Linked DNA regions of Zea mays: region 1 is linked to region 2. Evidence: chromatin contacts called from public Hi-C data. All regions are on one chromosome and are shown on one strand. Each heading gives the region's core, a stretch centred on a gene start, on an enhancer-like site or on the middle of the called end of the contact. The rest is flanking DNA. Distances are from core to core; before and after follow the strand shown. Region 1 has its middle 160 kb from the start of LOC103639995. Region 2 holds the start of LOC100192713 (Putative RING zinc finger domain superfamily protein).

Region 1 (2,700 bases), core at 132-2,631, 340 kb before region 2:
GAACAATATTATTAACACGTCGTTACAAATCTAAAACAACTGGAACGAGACAAAATGGATCTACGACGTAAAATATATTCAATATTTACTAGTTCACGTATTTAAGATGAGGTAGCGTATTTTAGTTGGCTGAGCCGAAACCACAAGGAGTACCACAAAATCGTGGCTGCAACCAATCCTGCACAACACTTTTTTCTACGTGAGTGGTGAGCCAATTTTATTAAAGCGCGCGAATCGCGTCTCGCTCGAACGGCGAGGCGAGAACAGCCTAGGCGAGTCGTGCGCGGGTTAAAAACGGTAAATCAGCTTCAATGGGGAAAAACAATATTAAAACCTTAGTTAAATAAATATTTAATAAAATATCTAAAACATGTGAAATGATGAAATAGTATTAGTAACACGAGGACAACGTCATTGCAAATCCAATGCACTTAAAACAGATTGAAATGAGTAATTAAAGCAAAAGGCATGGAATAATTACTTAATCGCAGATTACCGATGATGTAGTGCATCTCACTGGTGACGAAGTGGCCGCACAAAGGGTCACAAGAAGCAAGACCACAACAGATCCCGGAAGGATGGGATCAAGTGTGGCTATGGGCATTTCTCTTCTTCCTTCAGCCAAAAGCACGACCAGGAGAAAGGGGTCATCCATGGTTGATTTGATTACACGGAGAGGGCACGGCCAACAGCTGCAGGGGGAGGGTCTGCTCTCCTGCTGCCCTGCTGCACAGAACGGTAGGACACAGAGTAGCAGGTGGCCATGGCGAGTGGGGGAGAGGCATGGCCGTCGGCAAGGGGGCACTTCACCGGAGGAACGCATGGGCAGGGGCGGTTCCTGGCTGGACGCCATGGCCACAGCTCGGTAGAGCGCGCGCGCAGCAAGGGGGCCCCGGTCAGCCAAGCTATAGGGCTCGCGCGCACAGGGGCATCGCCCTGCCTTGCCGTGACTTGGGCATTCGCCTGGAGGTGCTGTCGCGCCCTGGGATGCTGGGGTCGGCCGCGTCGAGCTGGGCTAGCCGGGGACCGGCCGCGTCGAGCTCGCTTGCACCCGCGCTGCTTCCGAGGCTGCAGGACGGCGTTCGCCGTGGAGGGAGCGGGGGCTGGGGGATGAGGCGAGTGCGGAGAGGGGGCTGCACGGAGTTGGTTTGAGCGGCATTTTGCGTTAGTATTGCATCGTTGGGTGCTAGGACGTGCGTCGTGGGGGAGGTTAGAGGGAGGGGATGGACCTGACATATGGGGCCACAGACATGGCAATAGCAGCGGCTAGAGAGCGCACACGCGCGCTGTGCGAGCGAGGCGAGCGAGCTGAGGCTGGGCCGTGCAGGGGCGTGAGCGAGCGCGCACACGGGATGGGCCGCGCACACTAGGAATTGGGCCGGCCAGGCGAGGAGCGGGGCACGGGCCGCGGTGGCCTGCGCGTGGGAGTTTGGAGCAGGGAGAGGAGCATCGGGTGGTTCTGAAGTTTTTGGCATCATGGACGCTGGTGACGACGTCGTGATAGCGAGCAGTTCTGCGTGCGAGGATATTGGAGAATGCATGCACGTGGGGCCCAGCCATTTTCTTCAAAACGTGCAGCAATTGGCTCACGGCTGGGGATCGTCTAAGGAAGGGAAAAGGAGTTTTGGAACATAAATTAAACAAACTTCGTAAATCAGATTAGAATAAATATCTGGATTTTACAAATCAATAAATTTCCAAAAAAATCTGAAATTTATATTTAGTACCTGAAAATGTTCCAATGGCTCAAAAATTCTAGGACAATCCGTAGATATGTTTTGGCACTACGTGAACTCAAATCAAAATACTTAGAGTTTGTAAATTATTTTAGGTGTCTTAAATAAATAGATTTTGCTTTTCAGGAAAAGGAAAAAAAACCCTGAAACAATAAAAAAATTGTTGGGGCTTCTACATGGTATATTAACACGTTTCAAACACTTTTTGCACTTAGAAACACTTTGTGACGGTATGAATGCAACAAACAAAACACCTCTAGGGCTCACTTCACTAGGCTTACGCCAATATATAGCAAAATACCTATCCATTATTTAGAAAAAAAAGAAAAGAAAAGTAAGGAAAAGAGAGGGTAACACCTGAATTTGGTGGATATTAGAAAAGAAATTTTATACCCCCGAATTCAGGGTGTTACAAATCTAACCCCCTTAACAGAATCTCGCCCTCGAGATTCAAGAAGAGGCTAGCAGGAAAAAGAGATTCGTTCATTGGTTTTTTTATAGCTTCTTCGATTCAACATTGACTCTCCTGGACTAACTTATGGATTAGTGGATTTGACCTTGAGATGCTTGAGACCGATCGATGCAATTCTTGAGGATCTCTTGGACCTGCGGGTTAGGACCCACGCACGCTTTCGCTCTCTGATCTTGTTGGTTGATGTTGATTGCATTGTCTTCATTGGGGTTAGATGCTAACCCCCTTAACAAGAGCGTTGTTATGCACTTGGTGAAGATGCCGACGACTCTGATCTTGACTGATTAAGAGAGGTTGTAGGATGCTAACTGGACAGGTGCAAGAGGGAAGGGTATAGATAGAAAAGGTAAGCATAGATGGATTAAAGAGAGAAAAGGGAGAGCACCCAGATACCTTACTTTACGGCAATCAACTAGTAAATTGATGTCATTGCGGAACAAGGGCCACAACACATCAACACTCATCACAAAGAAGCAAATCAGTCATAACACA
Region 2 (2,700 bases), core at 92-2,591:
TTTTGAATTAATCAATTGTAACTTATAAATATAAAAAACACGATTTGGAGAATCTGCTGTGGACTGGTCTATTTTCAGAATCTATATTATTTTAGAGAATCAGTATAGAGATATTTCTATATGTTTTATGTAGTTCCTAGCTACACAAACCGGCATCAAAGTGGAGTGTAGTAATTGGCAGTGGCATGTTAACATTTTGTGATCCACCGACGGCTTGTACTCCTCAAGAAAACCATACAGTTTTCCTCCCCTTCTCGAACAAAATGTTCAATGATTGTCATGAAGCAAGAGAGACATGGCTTTGCTTTTCTCAGAGTGCACAAACGGGACCGTATGTACAAATCACTACTGACATGTTGAATTGAGCTTGACAACGTTTTGGATTACTATACAGGTTTTCACCAAATTTCCCAACAAATGTCCACAAATTCGTTAGATAAGATAAGATGGATGAATCACTGAGGGGAAGCTAGCTAGACGGGGCTAATATCGTCATCTAGCGGATCGCCGCCCCCGCTGTGGAGCGGCGGCGGCACGGCGGTGGCCCGGCACACAGGGCACGTTGGGTGCGCCTTGAGCCACTTGCCGATGCACTTGTCGTGGAAGCTGTGGCCGCACCGCGGCAGCGCCCGAAGCGCCTGGTCCTCCCGCATGCCGGCGAGGCAGACGCAGCACTTGTCCTCTGCGCCGGAGCTGCCCCCGCTGCCTTCATCCTCGTCGTCGCTGAGACGCAGGAGCGACTTGGCGGCCGAGACCGTTGACCCGGTGTCCGGCGAGAGCCAGACGACCATGACGATGATGTTGGCGAGGCAGAGCGCGTAGGCCACGACGTCGGCCTGGCTCCGCTCGAAGACGACGATGACCAGCGGCACGAAGACCATGAACACGACGGCGAAGCAACGGTTGGCCAGCGTCGACGGCCGCGCGCCGTCCGGCGACCCCAGCAGCGGTGTCAGGACGGGCGGGGCGTCCGCGTCCTCCTCCTGCTGCGGCGGCGGCCGCGCCGACGGCGACGGGTCGTCGCGGGCCCCAGCGGCGGCGGCGGCGCGGCCGGCGATGGCGTAGCGGTACCAGCGCGCGAAGCAGTAGAAGAGGAAGACCTGGATCGAGAAGCCGCCGGCGAAGGCGGCGGCGACGTCGCCATAGTAGTCGTAGGCGAGGCGGGTGGCAAGGAGCAGCGTCAGGAAGGTGAAGGGCAGATCCAGCCACGGGAGGTCCATCGCCGCTGCGCCGCCGGCGAGGCCGCGCTCACCACCCGCGACCGCGAGCACCAGCGGGCTCAGCTAGCGAGGGGGATCCATGGAAGGAAAAACAGGACAGCTGGGAGAGATTCCGTGGAATGTCTAATCACCGCACCAAAATCTCGCCTTTTTCTGCGGGCAGGCAGGTCAAAGAAAGTTAATTAATAAGTGATTCAAGAAAACGATTAATACTGATGTGAATGCTGAGTGGTTTGCTTCGACATAAGCAAAAGTGACTGGCGCACGTATGAGACCGGATCACGAACTCTACGTCCGAAAAGAAAAGTTCGTGTTTCTTTCATCCGTACCAGATTTTACTGTTTTTATTGTATATTTGTTTTTATAAATTATAGATGCAGCAGTCTAAACAACCAACATTAATCTAAAGCAAACTGCATGGATGGTCGGGAGCTCTCTTTCTTTTAATCGAAAGATATTTACATACCTTCAGGGCCGATTTGGGCCGCGGACCACCTGTACCGTGGCCTGGGACTCAATTTTAAAGTCTTCTTCTATATATATGTTTTTCTTCAGCTAAAAAATCTAACCCAAAATTATAGATCAAAAGAACTTCTGCTTGCAGCGATTGAGCCTGGTACTGACAGACTCCATTAGTCGCTCGAGTAACGAGAACACATGCTATTCCAATTATTTCGCAAACCTGCGTGGCTGTGCTTTCTATGTTACCAACGGCGCGGCCACCTCTTTCCAGTCTTCTATTGCTCTCCACGGGACCCTGTAGCAGTGTCGTCTGCCTCCGCCAGTTCGGCCTCCGCCAGTCCCCCTCCGCCAGTCCGCCTCCAGCCTCCCTGCGACCCCGGTAGCAGTGTCGCGCGCGTGCCTTGCCCAGGTGTAGCGCCTCTACCCAAATTCACCCTGTCATTACATCTTCTCCCAAGCTATACAACTTCCTCAACCTGATTCTCTTTCTTTTCTTATTCATAGGCGAGGGTGGAGCGCCTTCCTGGCTAATGGGCAGCGACCACCTGAGCAGCGAACACTTTGTGCTGAGTGCTGACTGGCTGCTGCCATGTGCCTGTGATTCTCCCCTATTATAAGGAATTGTTCCCGAATGTCAGATCCCATTTCCCTGCCTATCATAGTTCTACTAGATTGTTTTAAATTTGACTACCTCATTCTTAAAATATTTATCGTCCGCTAGTTCATTTTGTTAACTAAATTATGAAAAATGAAAAGACGGATTAGTACATTATTACATTTATAGAGTAGTCCGAGACATTAATTTTACGGAGCTCCGTCACTGCTTACCTAGCTTTACTAGAAAGCTTAACGAAAGTCTCAAAAGAGCTCTCTCGTATCTCAGTCCAGGGTAAAATAAAGCTAATTAGTTATCGAGGGTCTAAGACTGAACGGCCGGTCTAAATTCAGTTATCTAGGACTAGAGATTGAATTTCTAATTAAGTTCTATTTTGGTCTTGGCTTAGCTGGGTTTGGTCCT

The links. A called contact is a pair of places that touch in the nucleus more often than the background predicts.
Region 1: a contact with region 2 is called in a Hi-C map of ear, with 2.9 times the contacts expected there. The contact joins the enhancer-like site here to the promoter of LOC100192713 in region 2. A contact is called at or near these places in 2 of 25 Hi-C or Micro-C datasets (ear and leaf).

What each region holds. Positions count from the first base shown.
Region 1 is chr9:69,572,457-69,575,156 of Zm-B73-REFERENCE-NAM-5.0, reverse strand. No RefSeq gene overlaps it. Among protein-coding and RNA genes, the nearest start is that of LOC103639995, 160 kb to the left of the region's middle. Within about 2 kb of position 1,381, at least 15 of the 20 cell types and tissues checked have an H3K27ac peak or open chromatin away from gene starts, as enhancers often do. A contact at or near this core is called in ear and leaf, where this site is marked.
Region 2 is chr9:69,228,182-69,230,881 of Zm-B73-REFERENCE-NAM-5.0, reverse strand. It overlaps LOC100192713 (Putative RING zinc finger domain superfamily protein), which reads right to left and starts at 1,341. Exons shown (of 1, transcript NM_001137915.2): 1 at 273-1,341. The coding sequence starts at 1,220. The coding sequence ends at 474.